Linked DNA regions of Macaca mulatta: region 2 is linked to region 1. Evidence: chromatin contacts called from public Hi-C data. All regions are on one chromosome and are shown on one strand. The core of a region is the stretch at or near the end of the contact, and the rest is flanking DNA. Distances in the headings are between cores, read along the strand shown.

Evidence for each region. A called contact is a pair of places that touch in the nucleus more often than the background predicts.
Region 2: a Hi-C map of fetal cortex germinal zone shows a contact between it and region 1, with 2.6 times the contacts expected there. The contact joins the promoter of LOC144329767 here to the promoter of SMAD3 in region 1. A contact is called at or near these places in 2 of 14 Hi-C or Micro-C datasets (blood and fetal cortex germinal zone).

The regions. Positions count from the first base shown.
Region 1 is chr7:44,585,804-44,592,966 of T2T-MMU8v2.0, reverse strand. SMAD3 (SMAD family member 3) reads right to left here and starts at 3,380. Exons shown (of 9, transcript NM_001266160.1): 1 at 3,053-3,380. The coding sequence starts at 3,258.
Region 2 is chr7:44,784,942-44,791,884 of T2T-MMU8v2.0, reverse strand. LOC144329767 (IQ domain-containing protein H-like) reads right to left here and starts at 4,982. Exons shown (of 6, transcript XM_077938800.1): 1 at 4,932-4,982. The coding sequence starts at 4,982. AAGAB (alpha and gamma adaptin binding protein) reads left to right here and starts at 5,221. Exons shown (of 10, transcript XM_015142540.3): 1 at 5,221-5,655.

The sequences.
Region 1 (7,163 bases), core at 2,131-4,630:
TGCAGCTTTACTCAGGTACTCAAGCAGGTGAGCCATGAGAGGCTGTTACAAAACTTGTGTAAATTCTGTCAATCCTGCCAGACCTCAGAGTATCCTGACAGCCCCTTTGTTGGTGTATCTAAATGAAGCTCTTACCACTTCCTCGGCACCAATCTCTTTTACCTTCTTGATGTCGGTAAGTGTGTATCACTCCAGCTCCCCTGATAATTGAAACAAATTAGAGCTGGTGTCACAGAGAAGCAAGCCTGTGGTCTGGAAGTCCCCAGTATACAGCTCTAATTGCCAAATATTGCTGTTGCAGCTCGTGATTATATATTAGCCAAAACACACTTGGCTTAATCTCCTTAGACTGAGGGCTCCTTAAACCCCAGAGTCCAGATCTTGCAGAGTGTTTTTAAGCATCCAGTGACCAACCCCCCACACACAGGGGGAATGACTAAGTTAAACGCTTTCCTTTCTCTACTTTCCAAACTAAAAGGCAGTTGTGGTGAAAGCAGACAATTTGACAAGCAACACTGCAATCTATGGGGCTTAGCAGACACATCGATATCACCAGCATAAGGCCAAACCAGCCACCTCCCCAAGACGTGGCCTTTAGTTTTCTGCCCACGACCAAAACAGCAGCAGCTGTTGCCAAGGGACACAAGGTGACCCAGAGGCGTGGGCACAAAATCCAAGGATGAAAATCCATTTTGTCTGGATCCACCCAAGCAACTGGGTTTCCCTAACTGAAAAAAAAGATGAAAAAAAAAAAATCTGCTTTTGCATTCAGTCCTATCCAGGCAGGCAGAAGATGCCTCAGTCCTAACAAAGTCACGAGAAGGCCACAGGGCAGGTTGGCTTGAACCCTCAGAATCATCCAAAGCGTTCACATGTCTTAGGCTTCCAAAGTCTCAGCAGGACTTTGGAAGAGGAAAAGGCAGGCCAAAGGTATGGCCCCACAGAGGACAAACTCCTACCAAGGCAAGGGAAAGCAGGGCCTCTCTGCCAAGCGATCACCAGCCCAAAGATTAAAGAAGCAACCGCACATACAAACATCCACAGGGCCCTCCCCAAGCTAACACAGTTTTAGCATTCAGCAAAGAATGTATTCAGGATCTTCAAAGTATAAAGCAGCATGGGTCAGCAGAAAGAGCACATTCTGTCAGAATCCCACGTCTACAACTCAAGCCTTTTCACCTCTCTCTTTTAAAGTTTCCTCTGCTTTAAAAACGTGATAATCTTAAGCCTAACAACCTTATCTACTTTCCAGGGCTGGTTGCTTGCTTGCTTGCTTTCTATCTTGTTTTGAGGACCTCAGAAAACCATGTGAAAGTGCTTTGTAAACCGTGAAACACTTTTCACAGCTGCCTGTTTTATAATTGATACCATTTTTTTTCCTGTTTCAATGCATAAAGCACTTGTCTTCAATGCACCCAGGCAGATAAGAGGAAGGTAGGTTTGACAGACCCCTCCCCAGACAGAGAAGTAGCATATTCACCCACTCTACCCTCTCCACCCCCACCGAAGGAATACAGAAGAATTAAGAACCAGAGCTGGAACCAAATCCCAGGTCTCTCTGACCATCACATCACACCACCTCCTCTGAAGTCAATTCTGGCTCCCGATCACACGGCCAGGGACTTCCCCAGACAGCACACCGCCTTCCCTCCCCCTTTATTGACTGGATCCACCCAGTCAAAAAAAAAAAAAAAAAATTTAAGTCTGCACTCCCACCATATGTGGCATTTATTTCCAGGGGAGGCCTGCCCTGGGTTCCCGTGGACAGATGTTGCTTTGTGCCTGCCTGACTCGCCTGGCAGCCCTTGTACAACTGCCCCAAGCAGGTGGCCAAGGATGGAGTCCACCCTGGCCCAGGGGCAGGGATGACAATCCCTTTTTTGGCTTACAGTCCCTGGTGCTTTCTACTCATTCCTCTGCAGCCTGGGACCCCCAAAACAGCCAGCCCCCAACACACACACTCTCTCCCTTGATTCAGAATCAAAGGAGGCTGAGAGGTAGAGACAGGAAGTCAAGGTATCCCCACCCCCAATTCCCAGCCAGGCACAGCTAAGCTAAGGAAGGCCCTGGGGGAGTGGAGAGAAGTCACTGACCCTTTCTATCAGCCATCTGTGGGCTCCCGCCCGACCTAGCTAGCGCGCAACAGGAAGGATAAAGGAGATGCAGACAGATGGCAGCGCGCTTTGGGAAGGAGGGCTCTACAGGAATGCGAGGGCCGATGCGAGGCCCACTTTGGGGTGTGTTTTGTTATCTGCCCGGTTCCAGCCCGCCCCTCTCCCTCATTCTGCACGGACTCAAAATCTCTTGGACCAAAAGGAGGGCAAAAGAGTCGGGATGGGGAGTGGGAGGTGGGGGAGAAGACCCTATTTTCTGCCACTTGTCTCTCCCATTTGGAAGTCAGAGCATTGCACTGCAACCAAAGTGCGTGCGTGCTCAGGGGGCGGGAGACTGGCACAACCGAGTCTAAAAATACTCGATAAAAATGCTAATCCCGAAGGCAAAGAAAGAACGAAGAAGGAATCTGTCAATCACGAGGCTCCCGCTCCTCACCCACAGCCCCAGCTGTACGGACCGCATTCCTGTAGAGGAAAGTGGGGAGACCGGACTGAAGAAAAGAAACGCAAAGACACCACCACCTCCACGAGCGCGGGCCGCGGGGGCGGGAGGCGGCGGCGGCGGAGGAGGGGCTCCGGCCCGCGGAGCCGAACAAAGCGGGCCTCAACTTCCAGCCCCAGCTCCCCAGGGTGGGGGCGGCCGAGTCCCGCAACAACCCGCTCTCCCCTCCCGGAGGTGGAAAGGGAATGTGAGGTCTGGAAGCCAGAGTACCGTGTGGAAGCCTCGGGCTCTGATCTTTGCAAATGCAGAGATGGTTTTGTTTGGGGTCCCCCCACCCCCTTCCTGCCCGCGCTCTAGCTCCCACTCTCACACACACGCACCCACACAGTCTCACTCCCTCTCTCTCCCTCTTCCCATCTCCAACCCCAATGGGTCGGCCCCGCAGTGCCAGGGGGCCGGGTCGGCGTGTCCCCGGGTCCCCCGGGCGGGCCCCCACCTGGGGATGGTGATGCACTTGGTGTTGGCGTTCTGCGTGGTGATGGCCTTCTCCAGCTCGTCCAGCTGCCCCGTCTTCTTGAGTTTCTTGACCAGGCTCTTGACCGCCTTCTCGCACCATTTCTCCTCCTGCCCGTTCTGCTCACCCTTCTTCCAGCCCAGCAGGCGCTTCACGATCGGGGGAGTGAAAGGCAGGATGGACGACATGGCTGGGGAGGGCGCGCGGGCGGCGAGGAGCGCCCCCGGCGGGGCTGGGCTCGACGGAACGCCGGGGGCGCAGAGGGGAGCTCGGCCGTGGCCTGCCGCGGTCGCCCAAACTTCGCCTCAACTCTCGGCGAAGTTGCTGGGGCGCCGGGCCGGGCCGCGGCGCTGCAGCCTGCGGGGCTCGGCGCGCGGCCCTGCGCCCGGAGCGGCTCCCACGGCGAAGAGAAGGGCGGCCGGGCGGGCGGACGGCAGCGGTGCCGGGTTGGGAAGGCCCCGAACGCGGGGCGGAGGCGGCGGCCGCGAGACTCCAAGTGGCAGCAGAAGTTTGGGTTTCCGCACGGGGTAGCTGTTTGGGTGCCGCCTCCGGGAAGGAAAGTCCAACCCCCGGCCAAACTTCGCTCGCCTTGCTAGCTTTGATGCGCAGATCCCTCCGCCTCTGCTGCCTCGCCGCCTCGCCACCCTCCTCCTCCCGGCTCGCCGCTAGCTCGCTCGCTGGCTGGGCCGGCCCGGGGCGTGCGCCGCGCTCCCGCTCCCGCCCGCTCCCAGTCTGTGTTTCATGCAAATCCGCGTGCAGCCTCCTTTCCAAGCGCTGTCACCGCCCCCTCGCCGCCGGGGCTCTCCGCCTCCTCCCCTGCGCCCCGCCACCTCCTCCCGCGGGCGCCCTGCCCGCCCCCTGCTCCGGGGAGGGCGGCCGGCCGGCCGGCCGGCCACCACCCCGTGCCCAGCACGCCCACGTGGGCAACGCGGGCGGCGGCAGTCCTGGCTGGAGCGCGCGGGACCCCGCGCGGCCCCGACCTGAAGTCGGGCGGGCGCGGGGAGGAAGTCCTGGGAAACGCGCGGCGAGAGGGGCCTCGGGCGGGAGGGCTGAGCGCGGCCCGAGGCGTCCGCTCTCGGAGTCCACACTTGTGCGGCTCGGTTGGAGTTGCGGGCCGGAGAGGGTTGGACTCGCAGCAAGTAAGCGCCGTCCGGACGGGAGTGAACCCTGGAGAGGACCCGAGCCCGAGAGGGGGCGCGCGGAAGGCCCGGGCCCAGGAAGTTGGGGCCCGCACTTGGCCTCGCGCTGGCTGATCCCCGTCAAGGCTCTTGGCCGGCGCCCGCGCCCGCGCCCGCGCCCCTGGGCTGTTTTTATTCTCTCGTTGGTGAGATCACACCGGCCGAGAGCCTTGGGAAAGTGTGCGGAGGAGGGTGTGGGGGGGGGAGAAGTGGGTCCTCAGAAATGGAGAGCTGGGGACACCAGTGACAACCTGGACAATGGCTGGAGCCAGGGATCCTTTGAGCCTTCTGAACTGAGTGCCCGGCAGAAAATGAGCCTCAAGGACATCTGTTGAGTTCTTGAAGGAATGAATGGAGGTGCTTTCGAATTTATCTTTGGAAGAAATTTACATAACACGGTGTTGCTGGATCTCCTGATAGAGAAAGATCGGAAATTTGATAATTCCCAGTAAATGGAAGAGTTTTGTTTCCAGAGCAATGAACTCACAAAAAAGTGGGGCAAGACAAGAGTATTCGGAGAGTTTGTGTATTCAAAAAAAGCAAAACAACAACAAACCAACTGGCACATTGGGGAGCTCCGGGGCTTTTCACCCCACCAAAAGAATTCAGGGGCGTCTGGCCGCAGGGCCCTCGGCGGCTTTAAGGAGCTACTCCAGGCCCCTTGGCCTTTCTCTTGCTGCTGCCTCCCGCAGTTGACTAGCCGGTGTCTAAGCCCTTTGTTTGTTTTTAACAGCAGGAATCCCCCACCCCCCACCCCCGCTTTGTTTAAAAAAAAAAAAAAAAAGTTATCTGCAAACCCTCAAGTGGGTGGGGAGTTACAAAGCCCTGTGAGGTGTGGCGGAATCCACAAAGTCAGCCCAGAAGCGGCAGGGGCCCTTGCTTTGCCCCAGAGAACCGCCTCCCACAAGCCAGTCCGCAGCTGCTGCTGCAGAAGGGCGTTGTGCTCCTCACCTTCTCTTCCTAAATACCCGCCTGAAAAGGAGAATCCCTGAAACCCAACTGAGGCTTGTCAACCTGACTTCCGTTGCTTGCTGGTCCTCCTGTTAATGCGCTGCCGCTGTGGTCTTAGGTTTCACTCTCTTCTTCCCGTCCCTCAAGAGACAAGGATGACACAATCCTCATTTATTAATTGCTTTCTTCCAGGTAGCCCGCCTGCCTCTGATTCAATCTTAACAATGGTTGGTGAGGTAGATGTTCCTATGCCTCACGTTTACGGAGGCACAGAGAGATTATATTACTTACTCAGGGTTCCAAGTGGCAGAGCTGGAATTTGAACCCAATACTTTGTTGACGCCTCAGTCTTCGATCTTGACACTGCACCCAGCTGCCTGGGTCACGGAAGGCAAAGAAGACATCATTGATCGAGCTCTTTGCAAAACAGTTCTCTACACAAGCACACTATTGTAACACTGCAAGGACTATTTGCTCACCTGTAAAATGGGGCTAGAGGTAGCTTCCCTCGCAATCTCCTAGGGTGGCTGTGAGAAGCTCATGTGAAAAGGTTTGCATTGTTAATGCCATGAAAAGTGGTGGAGGGAGGTCAGATAAGTTTAACATACATTGACGGAGCAGCTCTATGTTGCAGCCCTCCTACTCAGTTCCTGAACTTCCAAAATAAAAGACGAAGGTCTTCAAGGGATTCACAGCCTAGAGAAGCATCAAAGAGTGGGGATGAGGATGATGTGACTGAGTGGGCAAAGATGGACAGGGACCTTGCAGTCATCATCGTCCAGTAAAATGTTAATCTTAACCTGAACAAGTCCAACCATTGAGAGGTAGCCAGAGAAAGTAAAAGGGGCTCAGTATCCGTCAGTGACTGGCCTGGCTTCCAATGCTGGCTTTCTCTTCTTCCCCTCGCGGAGCGTCTGTTCTCTCTGCTGTAAGAATGGAGTAAATGGTTCTCACTGTGCAGAGTGGTGGATCCAGAAAGAGCATTGTAACTGTCCTCCTCTAGTTCAAGTCCTTTATGTTACACAGAGAGCAATGTCTGATAAAGGAAGGCGATTTGCACTGTGGAGGAAGAGCCTCAGAGAGATTTGAGGATTACATGTAGTGGAAGGACCTGACAGGTACTTCACCCTCTAAAATCATGGCATTGGAAGGGGCCCTCATTCAAGCCCTCTCATCTTCCTGAGGGGAAGAAATCACCAGGCAGCCAGCTAGTGAGTGCGGCAGAACCACGCTTCCCTGCGCTTCCCCTGCTGGCATCTGTGTGACAGGAACAGCTGTGCATGCAGAAAAATAGTGCTGGACCCACCTGCAAGTCTAAGAAGTGCCATTTCTAGGCTAGTTATTTCTCCTCAGGCCTGTTTCTCCAAAAGAGGTCCCTCCACTGGGGCACTAAGTCCAGTTTCAGAAAGCTCTGAGGAGGGCTGAGGAACTGATTCTTCTCAGTGCTGAGAAGACCCCACATGTTCTGTTGATCTTGACTTTGGGCAGTGAATGGGTGGGCCACTCTTGATGGATAAAACTCTGTTCTGGCACCTGGTCTCTTGAGGCCCACCCAGGCCTGCTTTTGCAGAGGTTGTTCTTGGGAGGGAAACGTTAGCCCGGTTAGTTTTTCATCATGGTTAAGTGCAAAGTTCAAGAGAGGTGGGATGGAAATGGAAACAGCGGCTCTGTTTCCCTGGGAATAGTCCATCCTATGAACAGTTCACCTCATGAGGTGGGTTTTCTTGTATTTTGAGTGGTTTTCACATATTTGGAGTGACTCCCAGGTGGGCCACTTCAAATACACGAAAGAAACAAACACCTGACCTCAATTCTGATTATTTTCCCATTAGCTAAAGGGTATTTAATCAACAAGTAGTGAATCTAGAAAAAGCATATAAAATCATCTTCATCTTACACAGACAGAAAGTGATGTCTGTAAAGGAAGGTGATTTGCATTGTGAAGATTAGTAGCCAAATCAGGA
Region 2 (6,943 bases), core at 3,733-6,232, 200 kb before region 1:
CAGATTGAAATTTGAACATACCTACTGCTTGCTTATAAGCACTAAGGATAAAGATGTACTTCTTTCTATTGTTTTGTCCAAATTACTGCTGCAAGCTGATTTGCCATCTATTGTCTGGAGACATTTGGAAAGTAGAGAGAGGGAGTTCAAGGGCAAGGCCCTTTCTAGGCCTGCAGTTTTTGGTTCCTCCTTTGAATGTACTGACTTTCCCTCTTCTAGTATCTGTAGCTCCATGTGTATTTCTGTAACTATCTCTATCAACTACAGGAGGGAGTAAAAACTGTGCCAAAGGTTTGTTTTTTTTCACCTGCCTTGTGTGGACAATGATACTTCCTGACAGAGTTGTGAGATAGTATGTAACAGCCTTGGTACATAGCAAGAACTCAATAAAAGGCAGCTGAATATAATTCCTAGCCCAATCACTTATTAGTCACATGACTTCCATATACATCCAAATTTTCTGAATTTCTAATTTCTTTGTCCAGGATAAAAAAGAATTACTCTACTTAAAACTGTTGAATGAAAATGAAAGGAATATGTATGAAAATGAATCAATATAGGCTTTGGTGCTGACAGATGTGAACTGGAATCCTGCTTCGTTCTTTACTAAACTGAATTTGGGAAAGTTGCTTAGTCTCTTAGAGGCTTCGTGTTCTCATCTGTAAAATGGGAATAATAATAGCTATCTCAAAACAGTGGCAAGAACAAAACGAGTAAAAATATGTAAGTACTTTGTATGGTGTTAAGCACATAGGAGGGCACTGAACAAATGTTAATTCTCCCCTTCTGAATTGTAAAACCTAGTGAAACTCCTTACAGAGTATTAGTGAAACTAATACTCTGTAAATGTTAATTGAATTTATGTAAATGTTAATTGAATAACTTGCTCCCTAATCTTTCTCAAGAGTTTTTCCTTTTCTTGCTAGTTATTTTCTCCTTCCCTCTAACAACCACTCATCTGTTTGTATAATTGCAATAAAGACAAGTACTATAGAAAAAGTTACACTAGACTTGGGTAGAAAAAGAGATTGAGTTCTAAATCTCTGTTCTTTCTTCAAATAGATCCAAATCTACCATATTGAAATTTTACATCTCATCCATCATCTCTGTCATCATCAAACACCTTGTTTTCCATAAATTTTCTACTTGGAGAAAGATTATTATTTTGACAATTTGGGGACAGAGCTACTTAATGAGAAGCCCTTGAAAGATTTAATGCAGCAAAGATTTGCTCTAGACTTTACAAGAGCCACGAAACCAGACTCTATACTGTCAAAAGCAATATAAAATTCCATTTTCTTCATCTCTGCTAAAGTTTGGCTGAGTCATTCTCATTACCTCAATTATCTTTAACTTCTTTCTTCTATTTTTTTTTTTTTTTTTTTGAGATGAAGTCTCACTCTTGTCCCCCAGGCTGGAGTGCAATGGCGCGATCTCGGCTCACTGCAACCTCCACCTCCCGGGTTCAAGCGATTCTACTGCCTCAGTCTCCTGAGTAGCTGGGATTATAGGAGCCTGCCACCATGCCCGGCTAATTTTTGTATTTCAGTAGAGGCAGCGTTTCACCATGTTGGCCAGGCTGGTCTACAAACTCCCGACCTCAGATGATCTGCCCGCCTCAGCCTCCCAAAGTGCTGGGATTACAGACATGAGCCACTGCACTCGGCATTTTTTTTTTTTTTGACGCGGAGTCTAGCTGTGTTGCCCAGGCTGGAGTGTAGTGGCGCAATCTCGGCTCACTGCAATCTCCACCTCCTGGGTTCAAGTAATTCTCCCTGCCTCAGCTTCCCAAGTAGTTGGGATTACAGGTGCCTGCCATGATGCTTAGCTAATTTTTGTATTTTTTAGTAGAGACAGGGTTTTGCCATGTTGGCCAGGCTGGTCTTGAACTCCTGACCTCAAGTGATTCACCCGCCTCAGCCTCCCAAAGTTCTGGGATTACAGGCATGAGCCACCACACCTGGCCAACTTTATTCATTTTTATATTGTATGCACCTGACAAATCAGACAGAGAGGTTGATAAGAAAGAATGAAAATAGCAAACTGTCAATTGAGCTCCCTTATTCCCAAGATCAGTGTTAACACACAATTGTTGTTTTTTTGTGTGTTAACACACAATTGCTGGATTTTAATTAAAAAGCTAATTTTGAATCATAAAATCAGGTAATATTTGTTACACAAACCTGTTTAATATTTGGGTCAAGCAAGCATTTATAAAGATATGTTAAGAATACACCACATTTTAATGAAGCATAAAAACAAAGCTTCTAAGATTTACAAAGTATGACTGGAAAGTTCCCAGAGTCGCTACCACACTTCTTCAAGATTACTTCATAAACATGCCATAGCCTATTTAAGGATCAATACATACTGGATGTATTACAATGGGCAAGATGCTTTACTTCTTTGTACTTAAGTGTCTTCTGTAAACTGGAGCTAAAAAATAATACCTACAACACCTAAGCTGTTTAATATATCTGATTGATACACAGACCTAACTGACCATATTAGGGTGAAGCAAGTCGAAATTTAAAGTACCTCTGCTTTACAGTCTACAGCACACACACACTCACTCACTCACTGATTTGCCAGAAACAATTTGATTGCCTAGGCTAACAAGAAAGGAAGTCTACTTTTACAGTAAATGATGTAGCTTCGGGAAATTGGGACAATTTAGAGTCAGAAGTGAACCTAATCCAAACTATATGTCCTATGGAAGAGGAAAGTGTCCCTATGGAAGAGGAAGAGGTCCAGAGAGGTGAAGTGACTAGCTCAAAGTCGCTACTTGTGAGAATGCCAAAGCCATGGTCAGATCTCAGTATTCTGACTCGCCATCAAGTGCTTTCCACTAGACATACTAATTATTGGTAGCCTGTCTGAGGGAAATAAACCATAGCCCCAAACAGAAGTGGAATCCATGTTGGCACATTTGGGTGGTGCTACGTACTCACAAATTCTCAGGATTCATTGGGAAAGTAGGGAAAGTCTTCCAAATTTCCTCACTATATATATTCTACATGTAGAGAATAGAATTTTATACTATACAGGAATCAGTCTTAATAATCTGGTTAACAGGTAGGCTCTCTTCCTCTACACAGCCCTTTACCTGATATGTCCACAGGAATCCTTTTAAACAAGTAGGGGTGCAGATCAACAAGGATATGACTATTAGCTCTTCTGACCCATCTCACAAGTCAGTGTCAACAGTTATCTATTACTATAATGTTGTATCCTAGGTAAGAGTCTCCATTATTATTCTAATTATTTGGAATCTATAAAAAGAGGGGGTATGTGCAGCAAAGAATTAACCTTACCCAAAGAGGGGTCCAGTCTTTGCCCCTGGCTACTGGGAGGTGATCTCTAGGCCCCTGGGATGTCCTGCCTGATAGAAAAGTCTTTGTCTGTGGGCTTTAGCCACCAGACAGTCTAACAACATGACTTATAATGGGTGTTTTGATCCATGCTGTATCAGCTCAGACCTCTGGAACAGTGGGAGACTAAAAGTATTCAGGAGGGGCTGGAGATTAATGGTCAACCACAAGGGCAGTGTGAGATTGAGCCCCAGTAAAAATTCTGGACATCAAAGCCTCAGATAAGCTTCTCTAGTTGCAATATTCTATGCATATTGTCACATATTGTGGCTGGGAGGAAGTAATGCAGGTAATGATGTCCATGACTCCACAGGGGTAAGATTACCAAAAGCTCTGTGTCTGGACCCCTCCTGGATTCTGTCCTATGCATCTCTTCCCTTGGCTGATTAATTTGTATGCTTTCAGTATAATAAAACTGGAGGTGTGAGCACAGCACTTTCCTCAGTTCTACGAATAGTTCTAGTGAATCATTGAATGTGAGGGTGGTGATGGGGCCCCTAAGTTTGTACCCAGCTTGTCTGAGTGAGGTGGTTCTGGGGACCTCTAAACTTGCAGGTAATGAGTGTTGAAGTTAGGGCAGTTTTTTGGGGACTGTTCCCTCAGACTTTGCAGTTTGGTTAAATTCATTGCTCGGTGATGGTGAAAGTGAGGGTGATAAAAGATCAGGTAAGATTTAGGTATGATTCTTAAAGGGGAAGTGTATGAAATTGGTGAGTTTAGGGGCTTGTATTTGGGAAAAGGTAGATTTAGGGAAATCTCTCCTAGATGGGAGGTAAGAGATCAAAATTCTGCCAGAAAAATTAGATCCCTTTCATAAGACCCACTTCAGACCGACTGAGTGACAGTCCTGATAGAGTGACCTTACACAAATGACTTCAAGACTTACTCAAATGCAGCTATTATATATGTGATAGTTAAAACCGATGATATATGTGGAAATATCTTAAAGCTACCTCACATAAATGTGAAAACAAAATGCCATAATCATTTCAGAAACATCTTAGTGCAACTGTTACAAACTGTCCTGTATTGGACAAGACTTTCTTGACATTTCCCCTCTCAAATTAAAAAGCTCCTTCACCAAGTTTCTAAATGTTATATCTTTTCATTCCAAGTTATCTTGATTGTTCTGTGTGTGTGTGTTCCCCAACAAGGAACATTTAGATCTAAAAAAACTGGGGAGTTTAAGAAAAGCAATGCACATATTTCAATTTGTCTCCAAATTTCTTATCACCTCCTAGAGTGTCTGATTTGTCTCTCCTCCGCTCCCGACGTGATGGGTTCAAATTTTTCAGAATGTAACATTTAAAAATGGGGCCTCAGCGTGAGTTTTCCCAGAGGCAGAAAGGTCGTACTTCTGGGGCGTAACCTACACGGTAAGTCACCGGGAGTGCGCTGAGCCGTGGGGGAAGGTCTGGATGGGCATTTTGGGGAGCCTCTCGCGTGTAGAAGGCAGTCTAGGGACGGCGCACCAAATGGCTAAGCGCCCGTGAATCGGCGCGCGGGGCCTCGCTCGGAAGTGGCACGGCTGGGCAGGGCCGGGGGAGGCCCGTTTCCCACCTGGATTAAGATGGATCCGACAGGGTCGTGGTTTTCAGTGTTCTGAGCCATGGCTAGGTCAGGGAATTGCTACCTCCGCGGAGGCGCGGTTTCCAAGCATGGAAACCTTCAGCCGGGGCCGCTCGTCCCCATGGCAACACTACGCGCGGCCTGGCCTGTTCCACGCTGGGAGCGGAAGGGGGCCTGGGGGCGGGGTCAGGGCAGCCTGGTCATTCCGAGAACGCCCTCCCCGGCGTGTCTCCCCCTCGCGCCGGCGGCCATGGTGCAGTCCAAGGCGGAAGCGGCTGCCAGACGGAACCGGCTTGCGAGCGCAGCTATGGCTGCGGGCGTACCCTGTGCGTTGGTCACCAGCTGCTCCTCCGTCTTCTCTGGAGACCAGCTGGTCCAACGTGAGTAGATAGGCGCCTGGGCCGACCTCCAAGGCCCCTGAGCCTCGGCGGGCGACGGACCCAGCACCTCGGCCTCTCTGGGCCTTGTCCTCGCCGCGGGCCCTGCGTTCTTCCTCCAGTCAATGGAGGCGCCCAGTCACCCCAGGTGGCTGCCCCTGGCTCTTAATCTCGTGCTTTTCTGCCCACCCGGCCCTCTTCTGCGTTCCTTTCGGCTTCTTGTGTAAAGTGAGACTGATTTCCCGCTCTGCCCAGCCCAGCCCACAGGTTTTTGCGAGGATCCGTTGAGATGAACCTGAAGGCTCTGCGGAAATTGCGCTAGGTTACAGGAGTGTAAGGTGCTGGAATTGTTGATATCGTGATGTTGCTATCCTTGCTGCTCTGGGGAGTGTTTCCTTTGAATTCTTGGTTGCTTCTTAATGTGTACATTATAAGACTTCTTAGCTTTGTCCCCTGCACTCTAGTTATTCACGCCTTTCTTCTGAGGCATGGGCTCTCCGCCAACATGAGTTTTTGGGTATGACTGGGCTAGTGCTTTTGCTTATAGACCCTCATAATGGCTGTCAGACTTAGTAACTCTTAAAAGAGAGAACATGGGACTGGATCATAAGCCAACTCTACTAAAGGGCTCTGTGAAGTTGAATTATAGGTAATTCAAGACTTCTGTTTTAAGTGTTTTAAGTGTATGGCTTAGAATCAGAGTAGTGACTTAGCTGTATGATCTCAAGCAAGTCACCTAATCTACCTTCCTACCTACCTTCCTTCTTTTCTTCCTTTCTTCTTCCTTTCCTTTCCTTTTCTTTCTTTTTCTTTTTCTTTTTCTCTGTTCTGTTCTGTTCTGTTCTGTTCTGTTCTGTTGACGGGATCTTGCTCTGTCGCCCAGGCTGGAGTGCATTGATGCGATCATAGCTCACTTCAGCCTGGAACTCCTGGGCTCAAGTGATCCTCCGGCCTCAGTCTCCCAAGTAGCTGGAACTACAGGCTCACACCACGAACCTTGGCTATTTTTTTTATTTTTTGTAGAGCCAGGGTCTTGCTATGTTGCTCAGGCTGGTCTCCAACTCCTGGTTTCAAGTGATCCTCCTGTCTTGGCCTCCCAAAGTGCTGAGATTACAGGCGTGAGCCACTGTGCCTGGCTACCCTTCACTTTCTCTTTTCTCTCCTTTTTTTAATTTTTATTTTGAGATAGGGTCTCACTCTGCTGCCCAGGCTGGAGTGCAGTGGCATTAGCTCACTGCAACTGCTGCCTCCTGGGCTCAAGCCATCCCCCCACCTCAGCCTCCCAAGTATCTGGGACTACAGGTGGGTGCCACCATGCCCGGCTAATTGCCCCCCCGCCCCCGCATCATACGGGGTTGGGCCATGTTGCCCAGGCTGGTCTGGAACTCCTGGGCTCAAGTGATCTAACTGCCTTGGCCTCCCAAAGTACTGGGATTACAGGTGTGAGTCACCACCGCGCCTGGCCCCTTCACCTTCTATCTATAAAGTAGGGATAATTTTCACAGGATTGTGCTTAACCCAGAGTCTGGCACGTAGTAAACATTTGATAAATCGTAGACATTATTATTAAGGCACATTACTATCTCTGTAACCCTCAATTTCCTGATCCTTAAAATGGGGCATATG